2 separate regions of the Salvelinus alpinus genome follow, and region 1 is linked to region 2. Evidence: chromatin contacts called from public Hi-C data. All regions are on one chromosome and are shown on one strand. Each heading gives the region's core, a stretch centred on a gene start, on an enhancer-like site or on the middle of the called end of the contact. The rest is flanking DNA. Distances are from core to core; before and after follow the strand shown.

Evidence for each region. Hi-C and Micro-C count contacts between places; a contact is called where the count stands out from the background.
Region 1: a contact with region 2 is called in a Hi-C map of red muscle, with 7 times the contacts expected there. The contact joins the promoter of LOC139539044 here to the promoter of LOC139539036 in region 2. A contact is called at or near these places in 2 of 3 Hi-C or Micro-C datasets (muscle and red muscle).

Annotation. Positions count from the first base shown.
Region 1 is chr14:51,350,849-51,355,783 of SLU_Salpinus.1, forward strand. LOC139539044 (receptor activity-modifying protein 1-like) reads left to right here and starts at 2,989. Exons shown (of 3, transcript XM_071341735.1): 1 at 2,989-3,942. The coding sequence starts at 3,885. LOC139539038 (band 4.1-like protein 5) reads left to right here. Exons shown (of 25, transcript XM_071341727.1): 25 at 1-2,139.
Region 2 is chr14:51,188,607-51,193,237 of SLU_Salpinus.1, forward strand. It overlaps LOC139539036 (tyrosine-protein phosphatase non-receptor type 4-like), which reads left to right and starts at 3,052. Exons shown (of 27, transcript XM_071341722.1): 1 at 3,052-3,494. It overlaps tmem177 (transmembrane protein 177), which reads left to right. Exons shown (of 2, transcript XM_071341723.1): 2 at 1-238.

The DNA.
Region 1 (4,935 bases), core at 1,739-4,238, 160 kb after region 2:
TGTATTTTAGATATCAGACGGGCGGTAGATCAGTAGGTCTTTGCGAGACGATGTGCAGTAGAGGTAAAAGCAGAAGACATTTTCAAATACAGTTCATTTGAACAAGTGATCTGTGAACAACACCCATCTCAACAGAAAGACTTGTGTTTTTTAAAGTTTTTTTTATACTTAAAATAGCCACTCTGAGAAGATGTGAAGTGTTCTCCCTCTCTCTCTGTATCATGAATATAAACTCAGCAAAAAAAGAAACGTCCTCTCACTGTCAACTGCGTTTATTGTCAGCAAACTTAACATGTGTAAATATTTGTATGAACATAACAAGATTCAACAACTGAGACAAACTGAACAAGTTCCACAGACATGTGACTAACAGAAATGGAATAATGTGTCCCTGAACAAAGAGGGGGTCAAAATCAAAAGTAACAGTCAATGCAGCTGGCTGCCACAACAGATACTAAGTACTGCAGTGCATCTCCTCCTCATGGACTGCACCAGATTTGCCAGTTGTTGCTGTGAGATGTTACCCCACTCTTCCACCGAGGCACCTGCAAGTTTCCAGACATTTCTGGGGGGAATGGCCCTAGCCCTCACCCTCTGATCCAACAGGTTCCAGACGTGTTCAATGGGATTAAGATCCGGGCTCTTCGCTGGCCATGGCAGAACACTGACATTCCTGTCTTGCAGGAAATCACGCACAGAACGAGCAGTATGGCTGGTGGCATTCTCATGCTGGAGGGTCATGTCAGGATGAGCCTGCAGGAAGGGTACCACATGAGGGAGGAGCATGTCTTCTCTGTAACACACTGTTGAGATTGCCTGCAATGACAACAAGCTCAGTCCGATGATGCTGTGACCCACCGCCCCAGACCATGATGGACCGTCCACTTCCAAATCGATCCCGCTCTAGAGTACAGGCCTCGGTGTAACGCTCATTCCTTTGATGATAAACGCGAATCCAACCATCACCCCTGGTGAGGCAAAACCGCAACTCGTCAGAGAAGAGCACTTTTTGCCAGTTCTGTCTGGTCCAGCGACGGTGGGTTTGTGCCATAGGTGACGTTGTTGCCGGTGATCTATGGTGAGGACCTGCCTTACGACAGGCCTACCAGCCTCGCTCAGCCTATTGCGGACAGTCTGAGCACTGATGGAGGGATTGTGCGTTCCTGGTGTAACTCGGGCAGTTGTTGCCATCCTGTACCTGTCCTACAGGTGTGATGTTCGGATGTACCGATCCTGTGCAGGTGTTACACGTGGTGTGCCACTGAGGATGATCGGCTGTCCGTCCTGTCTCCCTGTAGCGCTGTCTTAGGCGTCTCACAAGTCAGGACATTGCAATTTTTTGCCCTGGCCACATCTGCAGTCCTCATGCCTCGCAGCATGCCTAAGGTACATTCACGCAGATGCGCAGGGACCCTGGGCATCTTTCTTTTGGTGTTTTTCAGAGTCAGTAGAAAGGCCTCTTTAGTGTCCTAAGTTTTCATAACTGTGACCTTAATTGCCTACCGTCTGTAAGCTGTTAGTGCCTTAATGACCGTTCCACAGGTGCATGTTCATTAATTGTTTATGGTTCATTGAACAAGCATGGGAAACAGTGTTTAAGCCCTTTACAATGAAGATCTATGACGTTATTTGGATTTTCACGAATTATCTTGAAAGACAAGGTCCTGAAAAAGGGACGTTTCTTTTTTTGCTGAGTTTATAAACTAATTTGCCTGGCAAGAACATTCTTTGTCATATTATTGAATTCCATCTGCATTATAGATTGTAGAGATGGTGATTGACCAACATGAGTGGTCTTTTTTAAAGCTCTGAGAGGAAACTTTTCTCAGTTAAACATACCACTGTTTTTCTCTGCTGTTAGAAATTGTGCCTCACCATGTAAGTGCAATTGTGCTGTAGCTCTCGTACGTTTAATTTATTCCTCTTTTTGTAAGAGCACCCTTGTTATTCGCACTGTATTTAAGTGTATTGTAGATGTTAAAAAAACTGCTCTAGATAGTCACCATACCGATCTTGTATGTACATTGAACGTCATTACTTTTTAAAGGATATGTAGACTAGTATGCCAGTAGTAATTTTGTACAATGTAGTAAATTCTGTAAGTAAAAAAAAGTATTATAAAAAAACAAGTGTGAATTCTTCCATTTAAGATCTCTGGTCTTTGAGAAAATGTGGATCTCTTCCTGTACATGCAGTATTATCATGAATGATATGTCCATCAGCATCGATTCATTGATTTCCTATAGAGCCTTTCCAGATGCTCGAAGACTCACCTCTTCCACCACCAATGTGTAGCACCCACTTGGGGGGGGATGCATGGTCAGCAACCATTTCTGCCAGAACGCTCACCACACATCAGCTATCGGGTGGAGAGATTAATGAAATATGCCAATGAGGAATGGAGCTGTTTGTTGGGACTGCGGGAGCTGTAATTCTGCCTTGATATATTCTAACACTAGATGGCAACATTAGGTGAGGTTGGACTGTACTACTTTATCGTCAAACTTGCTCAACCTGTCTGGTTTAACCCCTTAAATCCAATCCCATAGGTCAAATGTATTTTTTTTTTTTTAAATGTATGTAGAAGCCTATGAACTTTGACATCACATTGTGTAGTAGGCTAGGATGAATGTCATTTTATTATAATGTCAACAATGACACCAGGCTGATACTGATCACTTTTCCCAGAAGCAAGTGTTCATTTTGAATGTGTAACAGGCACCATTTGCTCACAATTTGTTTTATGTACAGTACTGAATGTATGTAGTCCCTGCAGCAAAGTCGGCCTCTGCCTTATGCTGCGTTCAAAACAACTGAGAACTCGAACAATACGAGGTCAAATCATGACGTCAGTGATCTTCAGGTCGGAAAGTCGGAGCTCTAGAAAGAGGCTCGAGTTCGCGAGATCAAAACGGTTTTTTCCCCAGACGTGTTTTGAACACACTGAAGTAGGAAGTTGAGATTTCCCAGTTGCTTTGAACGCGGCATTACCCCCAGAATAGCTTACCGACATCAGGGATAATCGACCAGATACAGCTGCGTCCCGATTTCAGGGGACCATAACATATTTTAAAATAATTGATAGACTGCAAATTGACCGCAAGAATCCCAAACATATACATTTGCCTAAAACCTAATAATTTTAAACCTTGCTGACATTTGTATGCTTGGGAATACTTTGGAACAGATTTACAAAATGTAAATAATTGAGCTGATTTGCTGGTGTTTAATGTCCCCCAAAAATACAATTATAGATTTGTTTTGCTCAGAACGTGGGGTGTCAAATCAAATCACCTGTGTTCCCCCCCAGTTGGGGAACCCTGGCCTACATTCTGGTTATGGTCCCTTGGCTCTCCCACGCACTCTCTGTTGGTGTCAGTCAAGAGAACGTACGCTCGAGACCCAGCAATTCACTGGAGGCTCTACTCTGGCTCAGTGCGTTTCGTTTACGCATGGTTGGTTGGAGTTGCCAAGTATGTCCTCGTAGTGTACGCAAGGTTTTTGGACTCTAATGGAACTTACAATTTTTGAATTATCAAGACTCGATGTTGGTTGCATATTCATTTAAATGATAGCGAATCTATTTCGTAAAGAAAGCTGACGGGAGAGGTTACTCCGAAAGCAAAACTCGCGACGACCCGACCCAAGTGTACCTCTTCCGAGTTCTTGCGCAAGGTGATAGTGACCGTGACGACAGTTGAGCTGCCTTCATAGTTGGCTGAGAGGAACGAGTCGAATGCTTATGGATTACAACTCTGTGATTCTGTGACAGGGTCGTCTCTTAGTGGATACATTAGCGAGGAGAATTGTGACGCTTTTATCGTCGGTTTCATCTTAACGCTTCTCCAACTTCTTGCATTGGATAGTTGTTTTTAAAGAAGACCATGGCATCGGATACCACACCAGTGTTGTCGAAACAGGTGCTCCTGTGGCTGGTTGTAGGTAAGTTTTGGAGAGACGCGCAGCGCACCGCTATTCTTGATGCCGCTCAAGGCTTTCTTTAATTCCATTCTATAAATTATGATTGGCCATGATGGTTTATCATTCATTAATGAATGATGACCATAACATAATTCGATAGAAACTGGAAAGATAAAGTATTGATATATTAAAATAATGACCATTCCTTTCATGTCAAATCATTGATTTATTAGTAATATATAAATATTATTAAATCATGTTAATATTTTTAGAGATTCCTATATTCAATCATTTTAGAAACCATGAAAAATAATATTAATTCTAACAAATAAACGTGCTTGTCTGAGCCAGAGGGTTGACTTGTGTGTATATATGGAAAATCGTCATCATGAATCCGAATTATTACATATCCTAAGGGCATTTTCATAACATTTCGTGAAAGGAGGACGCTCCAGACATGGAAGGTCTAAGTGGCTTGTAAAAATGTCATGTCAATATGACATTTAGATTTTCCAGCAAGTTGGAGGTGCTCAACGGACCCATCCACACAAGTTAATTATCGGTTTTAATTAATCATGCAAAGCTCCCTCCTGCTGAGAAATGTAATTTACACTTCTCTTAACCAGCCTGCTGTGCTAAGGTCTGATGAGGGGTGTTGCTGTCTGTGCACACCTAATGGCTTCACTTTGCTCCCCAGTTTTCCTTTCCCCTTCAGCACTATCCACGTGGAGCCTCTCTATATTTCCTGTACACACACCGACTCACAGGACCAAGACATGGCTCCTCATAACTATTGAACTATTTTTGTCTAAGAATAGGCTAGCATTCTCTTTGCCTATTAAAAAGCTAGGTTTTTGGCGCTGTCTTGCCTACTGTTAAAACAGATGGAATACTTTGACCTACCTAACTGAGGTGATAATAATGTCAAATGATAGTTCACATCATTCAATATTATATGATTAATATTATTTGTTTCCCTGATAAACCCGGCAATTGTGGATGCTTCGCATAGTA
Region 2 (4,631 bases), core at 1,802-4,301:
TTTTATCAGTGACCTCAATTTGAGCACAAATTTGCCTAAAATTGGTCTACATGGTGAACCTGCACTTTTGTGTTGTAAAATACATCAGGGCAAGGCACAATACAAATATTTCATAACATTACCAATTTGACAAAATGTATGTTATAATGTTTAAACGTGTGCAGCTGACTTGTGTGAGATGAAATTGTTGTGAATGTTTAACCACAACAAATAAATAGCCTTTGGCTATTGTGTGAGAGAGAGTGTGTGTGCGTGAAGGGAATCAAGAATCAGTTTGGTTTTAATGAACCCATCTTTTTAAAGCAATTTGCTTGGTGATACAGATCTTAATCTCCCGAGTCTCCACATTTAGCAGTTGTCTGCATATGAAATTGGAAACTTAATCTAGTTTTTTAATCACATCTCACACGTCTGAAGCCCTGTGGCGTTCTACAAAAAGAACCAAATAATTAACGTTGTGACAGAGTGACTACTGCAGAGCAAAACTGAACCTAGAGACTAATAGCATTGTCAAATGAAGGTGCATCTCAATGGCACTTTATCTCGGTCTAAATCATAGAGCCAGAACAAAATCCACACTAGTCACAGCAATTGACAGCGTCTTTTTAGCTTTGATAGTGAGGCTCTCATGGGCTATATACGAATGCCTGTGTTTGTGATTACAAAAAACTCCAATCATTTTATGCAACGGAAAACTTGTTTAGGAAAATGACAATTCTCCACCCAACTTCCATGGAAATGTGATTGGGCCGTTCTCCACAGAAACTAATTACAGCACTGTACTGGGCTACCACCAATGGTACCCACAGACTGGGTGGAGATGACATGGGGTACCACTAATTTGTGACAATAGATACTCTACAATTCATAGTTTAAAAAAATCACATGCAAATAGCATTTATCTTTTAAAATATATTCTCAGTTTTTTACATACCACTTCACCAGTATGAGAGAAAATCATTTTCATCACCACATCAGTCATTGCTAACTGCATACATGGATTGTCAACAGAAGTGGGAGGATCAAGAGAAGTACACTATATATACAAAAGTATGTGGACACCCCTTCAAGTTAGTGGATTCGGCTATTTCAGCCACACCAGTTGCTGATAGGTGTATAAAATGGAGCACACAGCCATGCAATCTCCAAAGACAAACATTGGCAGTAGAATGGCCTTACTGCAGAGCTCGGTGACTTTCAGCGTGGCGCCGTCATAGGATGGCACCTTTCCAACAAGTCAGTTCGTCAAATTTCTGCCCTGCTAGAGATGCTCCAGTCAACTGTAAGTGCTGATATTGTGATGTGGAAACGTCTAGGAGTAACAACGGCTCACCATGTGTAATGCCAAGCGTCGGCTGGAGTGGTGTGAAGCTCACCGCCATTGGACTCTGGAGCAGTGGAAACGTGTTCTCTGGAGTGATGAATCGCGCTTCACCATCTGGCAGTCCGACGGACAAATCTGGGTTTGGCAGATGTCAGGAGAACGCTACCTGCCCCAATGCATAGTGCCAACTGTAAAGTTTGGTGGAGGAGGAATGATGATCTGGGGCTGTTTTTCATGGTTCGGGCTAGGCCCCTTCGTTCCAGTGAAGGGAAATCTTAATGCTACAGCATACAATGACATTCTAGACGATTCTGCGCTTGGGGAAGCGAAAAACAAAACGGTTTGGGGAAGGGCCTTTCCTGTTTCAACATGAAAATGCCCCCATGCACAAAGCGAGGTCCATACAGAAATGGTTTGTCAAGATCGGTGTGGAAGAACTTGACTAGCCTGCACAGAACCCTGACCTCAACTCCATCGAACACCTTAGGGATGAATTGGAATGCCGACTGCCAGCCAGGTCTAATAGCCCAACATCAGTGCCCGACCTCCCTAATACTCTGTGGCTGAATGGAAGCAAGTCCCCGTAGCAATGTTCCAACTTATAGTGGAAAGCCTTCCCAGAAGAGTGGAGGCTGTTGTAGCCGCAAAGGGGGGACCAACTCCATATTAATGCCCATGATTTAGGTATGAGATGTTCGACGAGCAGGTGTCCTCATACTTTTTGTCATGTAGTGTAGGTGTATGGAAATCAAATCAGCTAATTGGGCAGATTTGTTACCACTTAAGACCATTTTGCTGGCTGATTCGGATGCACGACAAGTCGATTATGGACAACTATAGCATTTTAGCTAAGCCTAACCCTTTTCCGAACCATTCTCCTAACCTGCCAAGTTAATTATCCTAACCCTTTTCCTAACCGGACACGTTAATTATTCTAAACTGCTACGCCACGTTAGTTCTCTTAACCTGCTATATTAACATTAAGTTAACATTAAATATTTAATTTAAGCTGACCCGCAGTGCACCTGGTTATGGCCTGTCTAACCAATAATGGAGACTTGACGTTGCACCCATCGCTGTTGATCCAACCATTGATTCTACTGCACCCATCGCTGTTGACCCATCCAGTTATTTTGCAAAGCCCACTTTCAGACACTCCAAGTATGTAGGTACCCATACTTGCCCCATCATTGGTCGCAGTGATATGGAATTAAGGGGGTAGTACTGTTCTTGTTTGGACCACATGATGTCGCCACAGCCCAAATTTACATTCTACTCTACAGTCGCATTGTCTGGCCTAACCCACAGTGGTGTATTGTTAATATAGTTCATTCACAGTCACAGGCCTAGATATTTCCTGAATTTAGGGCAATAACAAACTAATTTAGGCTAATTCTGACCAACAATGGAATATTGCATATCCTGTGGCTAAAATTAACTGAGGCAATGGTGTCGTTTCCTCGCCACTGACTACCGGTATTCTACTCCACACTGTTGCTTTTAGATTTCAGTGACCTTGGCTGCACAATGTTCTAAGGTGATGCCACAGTTCTCACAATACATTCGGTAAATCTATAAAACCGGCAAAATACCAATAACATGGCATGAAAAGTAGTGGAAAAATTACAGGAATGCTCACTCGCGATTTAACAAATTAAAACCACGCCTCCCTGTCCTGTGACTCCACCCCCGTGCACTGGTGGCGCTACGGAGATTGCGCCGGTACGTTGCTATGCTGTTGCCTCTGCTGCAGTGAGCGTGCATTGACAACGGACTCCGCTGAGAAAGTCAGAGACGCTATTCGGCAATCCGGAATACACTTTTTCCCCCAACATTTATGTCGCTCATACCCTCTCATTTACAAATCAAAGGAATTGTAAATATCATTCACTCGGTCTGAGATGCCTGCTGGTTCGCTGTAGCCAATGGTTGCTGTATGTTGTGTGTGGATTATTCGTCGCCGAGCTAGTCGCATATTCGAACTAGTAAAGGGCCCGCAGACAGTTGAATGTATGAAGCTGAAGGATCGGAGTGATAAAAATGAGGTTTTGTCGGAGTTCCCAGCGGGTGAACTGAACTTGGATTTTCAGTCCCTCACCCTAAACTCATTTCCCGCTGTAAGAAAACCATATTCCTTAAAAACTGGAAGCCTCTGGAACTGTTTATGACGGTAAGATATTTGACCAACTAGCTACAGTACCTAGCTAAGCGAGAACGTTACTCCTTAGAGCCACATTGTACTGAAAAGTAATGCAGCTTGTTAGTTACTGTACAGTAAGTTCACGTTAGATGGGAATGAAGTAGCTAGCTAACGTTAGCTAGCTAAATTGCTAGGTCACTTTTGCTGTCCATAAACCCAACCAAGATATAGCTAAATGTTTTGCGAACTTTTCTAGTTGCACTTTTGAACTGTCCTATACTCGCGTCCAATGTAGGCTATGCCTTTGGGTTTTTATTGGAAATGATGAAAATAAACTGTTCACTACTGTTACTGTAACGTTACTATCTCACTGTAACGTTAAAGGTATTCACAAGACTTCAGCTAACGTTAGATTTAGCCAGCTCAAATTTGACAGATTATGGAAGGAGAATAGCAAGCTAACAGTATTTAGCTAATCCAATTCTGGATCATGTTGGAACTAGCTACTGTAGCTAGTTAGGCATTTGACTAGATATTTATATTTTAATTACGCAGCTAGCTAAATTAGTTATGATGCTAACTAAATTAACCCATTCTAAAATAGCCTACAACAGAGCCTAAATTGTCATAATTAGCATCCAGTTACTGTATCCGCATGGCCCACTATCACCAAAGACAGTACAGTATGTGATCACTCACAACTGTTCAACCAGGTTGCAGTTGCGTTGTACTGACAGCTGTATCAATCCTGTCACTTTCTTGTTGGTCATTTTGAAACAACATTAGGGAGAACTAACGTTACAAGCATTCGTCAAGGGTTTCCTTCCTTCTGACATTACTGAGGGCTGTTTCAAATGAGTAAATCGATGGTTAATCTGTATTTTCTGAATTTGGACATAATTAAATTATGTAGCTAGCTAATGTGGTCAGCGTTTACAATTACTTAATCGTCAGACATGCCACATTAATGTTTGTGGAAGCGCATCGAGAGCGTACCTGGACTGATTTCAGCCTGCGAGCTCGAACATGTCACTACGTGAAAGCAAATTGAATTCCACATCAATAATTTGTTTATGTTTTATTGTCCGAGTTCTGCCTGAATGAATGATAGTCTACATCACAAGACCGGACCTCTCACTTTTCGCAAATGTGTACTGGTTGGCTTTC